Regions from separate parts of the Mus musculus genome. Here region 1 is linked to region 2. Evidence: chromatin contacts called from public HiChIP or PLAC-seq data. All regions are on one chromosome and are shown on one strand. Each heading gives the region's core, a stretch centred on a gene start, on an enhancer-like site or on the middle of the called end of the contact. The rest is flanking DNA. Distances are from core to core; before and after follow the strand shown. Region 1 holds the start of Stap2 (signal transducing adaptor family member 2). Region 2 has its middle 22 kb from the start of Rpp21.

What was found. HiChIP or PLAC-seq counts read pairs in DNA pulled down with a chosen protein or histone mark.
Region 1: an H3K27ac HiChIP or PLAC-seq map of trophoblast stem cells shows a contact between it and region 2, with 12 times the contacts expected there. The contact joins the promoter of Stap2 here to the enhancer-like site in region 2. A contact is called at or near these places in 70 of 484 Hi-C or Micro-C datasets (B cells, the Ba/F3 cell line, the C2C12 cell line and 47 more), 4 of 115 datasets of contacts at active chromatin or transcription factors (embryonic stem cells, kidney and trophoblast stem cells) and 3 of 9 other capture datasets (adipose tissue, embryonic tail and liver).

Annotation. Positions count from the first base shown.
Region 1 is chr17:56,005,087-56,010,181 of GRCm38.p6, forward strand. It overlaps Stap2 (signal transducing adaptor family member 2), which reads right to left and starts at 3,050. Exons shown (of 14, transcript NM_145934.3): 1 at 2,331-3,050; 2 at 344-608. The coding sequence starts at 445. It overlaps Mpnd (MPN domain containing), which reads left to right and starts at 4,115. Exons shown (of 13, transcript NM_026530.5): 1 at 4,115-4,170; 2 at 4,244-4,500. The coding sequence starts at 4,164.
Region 2 is chr17:36,233,508-36,238,976 of GRCm38.p6, forward strand. No RefSeq gene overlaps it. Among named protein-coding and RNA genes, the nearest start is that of Rpp21, 22 kb to the right of the region's middle. Within about 2 kb of position 3,969, at least 65 of the 459 cell types and tissues checked have an H3K27ac peak or open chromatin away from gene starts, as enhancers often do. A contact at or near this core is called in the C2C12 cell line, CD8 T cells, differentiating embryonic stem cells and 5 more, where this site is marked.

The sequences.
Region 1 (5,095 bases), core at 1,800-4,299, about 20 Mb after region 2:
TTTATTTATATTCAAAGAGTGGAAAGAGAGACCAAGTTAGAGAGATTGAAACAGCTAGGTAGATAGATCAAGAGACCTATAGTCAGGCAGTCAGGCAGCCAGGCAGGAAGGTGGACAGACAGGAAGGCAGACAGATAGACAGACAAAGGTGAAATTAGAGGACAGACAGATGGCCAAACCTTCCACAGCCAGTGGCGTATGCTCGCTCCACTAGGTGCTGTCCCACTGTCACACACACCCACCCCCTGCCAGGCCCATGGTCTGTGAGGTGACCTCGGTTCAGAGAGGCTCTTGCAGTTTCCCAGGACAGCGACACTGCTAGCTCCCCGCTCGCTCTTCATACCTGGTCACAGGGTCCCTTTTTCTCTAGGAAGCTCTCGTAGTAGTGTGAAGGTGGAGCACCTTTGAGCTTGGGACCCCGGGGTGGACTCAGGGCTGTGGCCATGGCCAGCCTGGGTCCCTGTCCTTTCAGTAGGAGCCTCAGTCTGGCCAGGAAGTGGATAAACAGGTTCCTGGGGAGTTTCCTCAACTCAGTCAGCTGTCACCTCCCTCTCTAGCAGTTCTGGGCGGGGGCTGGATCCTGCGGAAATCCCGGTAGTTCTGGGCTCCTGTCCCAAGCAAAGACAGAGACCTGTTAGGGAGCACGGCCAAAAAACCAACCCAGGGAAATCACAGTAGAAGCATAATTGCAAGATCTGGAATGCTTGGCAGGTGGAATGACCGCAGCAGTAAGTTTCTCTGTATCATTGATACACTTTTTTCTTTTTTTTTTTTTTTTTTTCGGGAGCGGAAAAACACGGGAACGACACGGGAACCCACTTTGCTGACACCTATGACAATAGTAGCCTACAGTCAGTCAGGGAGGGAGGGAGGGAGGGAGGGAGGGAGGGGCTTTCTCAGCACTCTTCTGTTTGAACACACTCAATATATAGATCAATTAATTTATTTTTTTGGTTACATTTACTGAGTGTATGGGTGTGGAGGTCAGAGGACAGTTTGTAGGTCCCAGGGATTAAATTCAGGTTATCAGGTTTGGTGCCAAGAGCCCTTTCCCACTAGGACACATCACCAACCCCTACACTGATATCATTCCCAGCCTGTGTATCCAGAGTGCCCTTATCACACTCACATCTAAGTACTTCCGTTATTTAATTTTAGTTTTCTTTCTTTTGCTTCATTGAGACATGGTCTCCTGTAGCCCTGCTGGCCTCCAGTTAAGTAGCTTAGAATGAACATCTGAACCTCCTGTCTCCTGAGTGTTGCTATGTCTGGTGTGCACCACCATGTCTAGGTTTTTGTTTTGGTAGTGGGTTTTTTAAAAAATATTTATTTATTTATGTGTGTGTGTGTGTGTGTGTGTGTACACTCACTGTCTCAGACACACCAGAAGAGGGCGTCGGATCCCATTACAGATGCTTGTGAGCCACCATGTGGTTGCTGGGAATTGAACTTGGGATCTTTGGAAGAGCAACCAGTGCTCTTAACCATTGAGCCATCTCTCCAGCCCTGTGGTGGTGGTTTTGATTTTTGTTTTTTGACTCTCGATACATAGCCCAAGTGATTTTTTAAAAAAGATTTTATCTATCTATTATATGTAAGTACACTGTAGTTGTCTTCAGATCTCATTACAGATGGTTGTGAGCCACCATGTGGTTGCTGGGATTTGAACTCGGGACCTCTGGAAGAACAGTCAGTGCTCTTAACCGCTGAGCCATCTCACCAGCCCCCCAAGCTGATTTTTAACTGCCTCAGCCTCTCAAGTGCTGAAATGACAGACAGGTGCGGGACAGCAGGCCTGACGTTCACTGCTTTTGGTACTTTGAAATTTTATAACAAACCGCAAACCAAGTCAGTTTATTTCTTTAGCTTTCTACTTTTTTTTTTTTTTTCCCCTTGTCGCTGTAGAAGCAACTCAAGCCCTTTGCACAACCTGAGTAAGTGCTCTATCGGTTACACACAGCCCTTCCCAGTGTGATTCTGCGCTGAGGTTCTGCCCTGACCACGCCCCCAGGCCCCCCACTAAGAACGGTCTTGAGAGGGCCTGGGCGCCTGGCTTGTGGTGGTAGTGTACCTGGCTCCTGGCTAGGACAAGGCTCTAAGGTCAATTCCAGTACAATTGATCAGTGTGTAATTGTAAATTTGGCCAGGCGTGGTAGTACATTTGGGTTTTCCCAGAACTTGGGAGGAAGAGACCGGAGCAGCCGTAGTTACATAGTAACTTGAGTCTAGTGCGGTCTGCCTGAGATGCTATTTTGGGGATGGGGGGGTGGGGGGTGGCGGAGGTTCAAGACAGGATTTCTCTGAATTGCCCTGGCTGTCCTGGAACTCACTCTGTAGACCAGGCTGGCGTTGAATTTAGAAATCCACCGGCTTCTGCCTCCCAAGTGCTAGGATCACAGGCCACCACTGCCCTGCGAGATGCTATTTTCAAAAGGCAAAGGCAGAACAGATTGTGAACTCATTTTCTTCAGTTCCCAGCTAGGGCACCTGGACTTTACACAGGTAAAAGGGTGGAGATGGGGACCCAGATAGTGGCTGTGAGTGGCACAACCTTCCTTTATCTTCAACCAATGTTATCTTTAGGTTTCTGTACATTGTCAAGCCACAGTAGTTGCTTCAAAGTGTCAAAGGCCACAGGGGAGCTAGGTGTGGGGATGCAAGCCTATGACGTAAGCAGGAGGGGGCTGAGCAGGAGGATCACTGCAAGTGGAAGGAAGGAAAAGAAAAATTAGCCGGGAGCCAAGGACTGTTGTAGCGCAAGGATAGGATGTGGCAGTAGTTACATCATAGAAAAGTCCCTTTTGGATCGAGGTGGAAGATAAACAGGATGAAAACGTCCAGTGAGCAGAACTTGGAGCCTCTCTCAAGGCTTTGCCTGTTTACAAGATGGTTAGACCTGCATATTGTGCCGGGACTTGGAAGCGGTAAACTATGGAGCCCAAAGTCTGGTGGCCTGGGCTAAGGGAAGAGTGGTTCTCGGACTGGTGAGATGGCTCAGTGGGTAAGAGCACCCGACTGTTCTTCCGAAGGTCAGGAGTTCAAATCCCAGCAACCACATGGTGGCTCACAACCATCCATAACGAGATCTGACTCCCTCTTCTGGAGTGTCTGAGGACAGCTACAGTGTACTTACATATAATAAATAAATAAACAAATCTTAAAAAAAAAAAAGAATGATTCTCATTACTCAGACCTTTCCAGAGCATCCTGCCTCTTTCCCCAGTTTGAGGCCACCCGGATTTTCAGACCTCCCTGGGTTGGGGTAATCTGTGATGAAGGACAAATCAGGATGAGAACAAAGGCCCAGGGCCTTGGGCGCCTAGTAACACCGCCCCTTCCCGCTCGCTGATTACACGTGAACGCCGATTGGCTGAGTGGGAACCATCCCTTGTCGCTGATTGGATGCTGGAGGCACCTGGTGATTGGCTGATGAGAACTGCCATTGGGCTGAGTTAACCCTAGAAAGGCTAAAGCTGGCCAGGCTCAGACCTTTCGATCCAGCTATAACGCGCAGCTGCTTTCCTAAAGCGGCTCTACATTTCTTACAAACCTGTTTCTTCCCTGCTCCCAACCATCAAGGGCTCTGCCTTTAGCTAGCGCACTAGCCTCACTAGCAGCTTCCTTCATCGCTGCTGTAGGCTGAGGGAATCATGAGCTCCAGGATGCAGCCCCACTAAGGGAGTATAGTCCCCCTGAGAGCAGGGGATGGGGGGCGGCGTCCTGAGTCTGTTTTTCCCTCTAGTTCACCATCTGCTTCAGTTTCCCTTGTGTCCCAAGGTCTTCCCTCATTTCTTTAACTGCGCGTGGGCAGGCCCAAGACCTAAGGTTTCCATCTCTTTCCTGAAAGCTGAGCCACTCCTGCTCAGGGATCAAAGTTGCAACCTAGTAGCTGGTGGCCTCGAGTATGGTATCTCTAGTCCCTGAATGAGAAGGTCCTGGGCCTGTTTCCTTCTCCAGGTCTCCCCCAACCTCCAGCTTTAGTTTCGCCAAATTGCACCGGATCGCTCCAACTCCAGTGCAAGCACAACCCAACCGCTCCGTATCCCCTCCGCCCCCGGCGGGCCAAACCTCCCCACCCATTTTCAGTAACCAATAGACTGCTGTGTCCCCGCGCGGGGAGGAGCCCGTTCACTCGGAGGAGGCTGTGCCGGGACACAGCGTCCATGGCAGGTAGGATGGTCCGCGCAGGCGGGGACGGGGCAGCGGGACGCGACCTCTGCAGCCAGTTGCTATTTCGCTGCAGCTCCCGAGTCTCTGTCTCCCGGGGCCACGGCCGAGGAGGCGCCGGAGGAGGATGAGGACGACGCGGAGGCCGAGGACCCCGAGCGCGGGACGGGTAGCGGAGGGCGCAGCGGCAGCCTCGGTGGCAGCGGAGGCGGCACGGCAGGGCCTGGGATGGCCCTAGGGGGCGCGCTCACGAGGCGCGCGGTCACGCTTCGGGTGCTGCTCAAAGACGAGCTGCTGGAGCCCGGTGAGGGGGTGCTATCCATCTACTACCTGGTGAGCGACCCCCGGAGACCGTTCATGTCCTCCACTGCTAGCGTATAAAGAGAAACTGAAGCCCAGAGGAACCGTGTTAATCACAATGCCACATAGCTATAACCACTGCCATCTGGGTGTGTCCGCGGGCAACCAATCTGTGTGATTGCGGCTTCCCCATCTGTAAAATGAGGCCTTCCTTCCCAGGCTCTCTATGAAGATGATGGCTTCAAAACTGTGTACTGTTATTTAAAATGATCGCCCAAAAAACTCTTTGTGATACCAAGAATGGAAGGGAGCTTTACCCCTGACTATGCCCCCAGCCCCCTCACTGCGGGATTCTAAGCAGGGGGTCAATTCCTGACCTTGCACCCAACCAACCCCTCACTTGGGAATTTTAGGCAGGAGTTCTACCTCTGAGAACAGTCTTATTAAGTATTCCAAGCAGGTTCTGAAGTTGTGTGCTTCCTGCCTCAGCTTCCCCAGTAGTTGGGCTGACAGGCCTGGGCCGTTATGCCTGCTCTGGCTGCCATTACTTAATTTTAAAGTTGTGCATCTGGGTGTGGAGTGCCAGGAGTACTGGTGTGAAAGATGGAGTTCCTGTGACAGTACCTCT
Region 2 (5,469 bases), core at 2,719-5,218:
AGAGCAATGACACAGCATTCTTCTCAAAGCAGTTTATTCAGGATCCTTTCAACATGCAAGCAGTAATCTCTCTCCAGCCCCCAATCGCAATCCCTTATATAGCCCCTCAACTATGCCCCATCAGCCCAGTCCACATAATCTCAGTTCATTGGCCTTCGTCAAATGGCCTGATTTTGTGTCATGGTGTGCCTGTGCAGCTCTCACGATGGACGTGGCTTATTTTCGGGTGTCTGAGGAAGTCAGGTGCAAGTCATAAGACATGGCTGCAGTCCTGGGAGCCATCTAGGGACTACCACCACACCTGTTCCCCACATATCTCAAGATGCTGGCAGTTCTGCTTTTTGGGAGTTGGACAATAAGAGGAAATGGAGGAGAGGCATAAGGAAGGACTAGAGGGCAGAGAATAGGGAGAGTGGATGGGAGCAGAATGGAGGGGAGAGAATGGAGGGAAGCAGAATACAGAAGAGCAGAGTGGATGGGAGCAGAGGGGCTTGGTCAGCCTGAAAACTTTTGTCTTTTCCTAGGCTGACATTTCCACATTCCACTTTCTATTCCTGCTTTAAGCTCTGAAGGATACAAAGTTAGGGTCCTCAGTCCTCCTCCTCTCTTTTTGCCGGCGCCCCTCCCCCTCCCTCTGTATTTACCAAGTTTCCAGAACTTCTCTCACTATTCTATAAGTCCTATTCAAAGCATCTGAGATCCTGAACCTCTGCTCTGCCTGGGATCACAGCAGAAACAGCCAGCTGCTCTGCAGTGAAATAGTGACACAGTAAAAATCACCCATGGAATAGTCCAGTTTAAGCAGTGAATCAAAGCCTTTCCCTGTTCTCCTGCCAGACTGATTTTCATGCCACATAGAACTCCTGACAGTCAATGAGTGGAGTAGGTGAGTGAGGGATGAGGAGGGTGTGGTCACACCTCCTAGCCAGGGACACTCTGCTCCTTAAGGTCAGAAAAGGAAGGTGGAGCAAAAGCTTGTGGTCAGGGCTGAGGTCTGAGACCCTCCAAGGGATGCAAGGTTTCTCTCCTTGGCGCAAACCCAGTCTCTGCTTTGTGTTCCCAGCATGGTGTACACAAGCTCTTAATACACACATAGGAGAGGGGTCCAGTTGAACCACATAGCAGGGTCGTGGTGGGGTTACCCCTTCCCTTCAACCTTTTGTCTGTCCTGGTTCCAGAGAGGTGGAAAGGTGAGCCAAGTCAGCCTTCACAAGTCAGTTCAGTCACCAGAGAAACCCCTGTATCTTATGTGGGAAAGCTGACACACAACTTTTAAGGAACTTAGAAAATAAAACAAAACACTGCTTTAGCACTGAGATACTAACTCTAGAGTTTAATGCTCACCTAGTGCTGACACTGCCCAAAAATTCTTGTTCCATTTTTTTTTTCTCAGTTCACTAGAGGTCAGGACCAACTTCAAGGGCAACAGGCAGCAGTGAAGAAATCTCCACCCTCTCAGTCAGAATAAGCAGTTGAAGAAAGCTGTTTATTGTGGGGCAGGGAAAAACATGTAGGCTACTTGTGGGAAAGTCTCTGGGCCTGCAGCTCTTACTCTACTCAGTCCCAAGTCCTCCTCACCAATATGACAGTCAAGGGAACTGAAGGGTAGGAAGGGAGTGGATAAAGGGCAGACTGTTGTCAGGTTGGCCTGGGGCAGTGAGGCTGTGGGTCTTTCCTGGGGATAGGACTTTGCCACAAGCCATCCTTCTGAGAACTTTTTTGTCTTTGCACTCAGCTACAGCCAGACTCCTTTCTGTGCCCACACTACTCCTGACTGTTAATTCATGGGGTGGGTGGGGTGGGAGGGTGGGTGAGGGACCTGGGGATGTGGTCACACCACTCTTTATCCCAAAATGGGCATAAAAATCACATGTTGAGCCGGGCGTGGTGGCACATGCCTTTAATCCCAGCACTCGGGAGGCAGAGGTGTAGTCTCCCCTCCCCCAGCCTGAAACCTGCTTGCTCAGGGGTGGAGCTTCCTGCTCATTCTCTCTGCCACGCCCACTGCTGAAACCTGCTGCTTTGCTGTTCTGAAGCCATCACGTGCTCACCCTACTACTGGATCTGAGATTATTCGGCGGGAATCGGGTCCCCTCCCCCTTCCTTCATAACTGAGTGTCACAACAGTAAAATTTGAGCTTTGATCAGAATAACTGTCTTGGCTACATTTCTTTCTCTCGCCACCTAGCCCCTCTTCTCTTCCAGGTTTCCAAAATGCCTTTCCAGGCTAGAACCCAGGTTGTGGTCTGCTGGCCGGACACAACACAGAGGCAGGGGGATTTCTGAGTTCGAGGTCAGCCTGGTCTACAAAGTGAGTTCCAGGACAGCCAGGGCAATACAGAAAAATCCTGTCTCAAACCCCCCCCCCCCCCCCAAAAAAAAAAAGTCACATGTGGAACAAAAGCTGGTGTGCTTTGTGTCTTTGTTTGTTTGTGTTGGTGATGGTCCTGGTGGTAGTGGTGATATGTTTGTGTGTAGGGAGTGTGTGTTTGTGTGTGTGTTCATGTATTCCGCCAAGTACTGTGACAGCCTCAGAATAAATTTCAAGAGACCTGCGTCTTCTTACCTGTGGATCCCTGGGATCAAACTCAGGTCCTCCCGTGTTAGAGCGACTGCCTTTCTTGATGGCTCTCTATATTGTTTTTATTATTTGATGTGTATGGCTCCCTTTCAGAGATCTCCAGTCAGGGACTGAGGCAGGCTGTAACTCTTTCAAGATGACAAAACCCACTATGTAGAAGAAGTAGTTCGTGTACCTCAGTAGGGGGTCCATCTATGGGGACACAAAATAACCTAATAGATGGTGAAGATACAGAACATGAGTCAGGTGGTGATAACTGTACAACCGTGTCAGAAACATTAAGAGACAAAGTTAACAAGAACAAAATTTACATTAAGATTAATACAAATCAATAAGTGGTTAAATATGAAGTTAACATAAGGTCAAATGCAATTGTAGAACTGGCTGGACCATGTACCAGAGTCATGGTATTTTTGTTTTGTTTTTAGAGACAGTTTCTCTATGTAGCCCTGGGTGTTGTGGAACTTGCTCTGTAGACCAGGTTGGCCTAAACTCAGAAATCTACCTGCTTCTGCTTTCCAAGTGCTGAGATTAAAAGTGTGTGCTGCCAACATCTGGATAGTAGTGGGTTAAGGAAACTGTAAGTAGCAGGTTGTTTCCATCAGACTCCTGCATAAGGAACAAGCACATAGGAGCTTTGTAAAGGGAGCCACCATCTCTTTGACAAATTAACTTGGGCTCAGATCCTGAGCTTCAAGTAGGTCCACCCAAACTTTTCCTGCCTGCAGCCTGAGGAGTAGCTCTGAGGAGCCTGAGAGTTCCATGGAGGCTCCCAGGCGGAGGAGGCAGCAGAGGAATCAGCAGAGCCTGAAGTCTTCCTGGAAATATCAGAGAAGAGCCGATCCCTGGAAAGATGCTTTAAAAATGTGAACTCACGGGGGCTGGAGAGATGGCTCAGTGGTTAAGAGCACTGACCACTGTTCCTATGGTCCTGAGTTCAAATCTCAGCAACCACATGGCTCACAACCATTCGTAATGGAATCTGATGCCCTCTTCTGGTCTGAAGACAGCTACAATGTACAATGTACTCATATACATAAAATAAATAAATCTTTAGGGGAGAAGATAAAACTTAGGACAGACTGAGATGCTGTGGTCCATGCTGAGCCAGAAGCCTTGTAGAAGTCCAAAATGCGTGCTGCTTACTATAAAGGGCTGGTTGTAGTAGCTAAGAGCAGGGTTCACTTGGAAAATCTGCTCCTCATTCTTGGCTCTCTGTGTCTCTTGCTCTTGGTACTCCATCCCCTCCTGCTCTAGCCACATGGCTTGGGGCCAGGGCATTTTTATCAAATGGCAGGAATTCCTTGTGGTTCACTAAACTGAGTTCCATGATACCGGGCTCCCTGAGGCCCAGGCGGGTCCGGAGGCGGCGATGAGGGAATACCACAGCTAGTGTGAGCCTGTGGATGGCGGGCGGTGAAACTCCGACGTCCTCCCAGGACTCCAGGACGGTGCTCTGGCCAGGAGGGGAGCAGGGCTTAGGGTTTGGGACCCGGGTGGAGAAGAGACGGAAGGTTCAGCTGGCGATGCAGGGGCGGGGCTTCCCCAGTGGAGCCCCACTCCACCCACCCGCTCCTCCCCGCAGAGGCCAATTCCCTCAGGACACCGCAGTCACCAGCTCAGGACTGTGGCGGGGGCTAGAACGCCTGCCAGCCATAGGAGAAACCCGCAGAGCGCCATCAGGCAGATCTAGACTTTAAGGGCGGGTTTGATTCCTGCGGATCTGGGTGGACTTTATAACTAGTGCCCGCAACCGCGGAAGTCCCAAATGCGTGCTGCTGAGTGCCACACTGTGGTCCATACTGAAGCCAGAAACTGCCAGGCTGAAGCCCTAAGGGCGTGCTGCTGACTATAAAGGCCAGGGTATGTATGATTTCAGTCTGAGAATGAGAGACATAGAACGCTTCTGTGAGAACCTCTTCCTTATCGCCCACAGAGAAAGAAAGAAAGAGAGAGAGAGAGAGGGAGGGAGGGAGGGAGGGAGGGAGGGAGGGAGGAAGGAAGGAAGGAAGGAAGGAAGGAAGGAAGGAAGGAAGGAAGGAAGAAAAGGAAAAGAAAAGAAAAGAAAAAGAAAAAGAAAGAAAGAAAAGAAAAAGAAAAAGAAAAAGAAAAGCCACTGAAGAGAACTTTTAAAAATTGTGATAAGGATGCTGACCTGACACAGCTGATGGCTTCTGTCAGGGGCGGGGTGAGGAAGGAACCAGGTATCTTTAAGAGGCTGGCCACTGGGAGTTTGACAACGCTTCAGTAAGTATATGGGCAACACGAATTAAACTTGGTATTTTTCCTTTTTTGGTGTGGGGGGGGGGGAGAGTATAAGGGAGGGCCAACTTGGGGGACTGGGATGTGAATGGGATTGGGATACATCATGTGAAATTTTCAAATAATCAATAAAAGCATTAAGTTAGAGTCCTACTGAAGTCATTTTTCATAAGATTGTATGCAGAAGAGCTTTCCAAAGGTGTTGAATGTGAAGGCAGCTTATCTGAAAGCTTCCTTTGAACATGGACAGTTGAGGTATGAACCTTGGAATTTGCTTTTATTAAGTGGAAGAATTGAATGCCATGAGAAATGGCGTGGCCAAATGAACTAACATGCAGGTCCCATACCCAGTCAGGTGGTAGGCTATGTACAAGGTTCCCTTGTTCATAGCACCCTCATATGTCTGCCAGTTTGGGAGGCACAGAGTGAAAAGTAATTGCTATCTGCATCTCTGTTGTTCGAGACATTTAGGATGTGGGTGCAGACTTTGAAATCTTCCATAGGGCAAGGGAATCCATCCCCGACAAGTGAGACATCAGGAGGAACTCATCTTCCATGTAGATAAGGAGTGTTTTCCTAGTCAGGTCTACACAGCCAGAGGCAGAAGCAGCAGGTTGCAGTCCCCA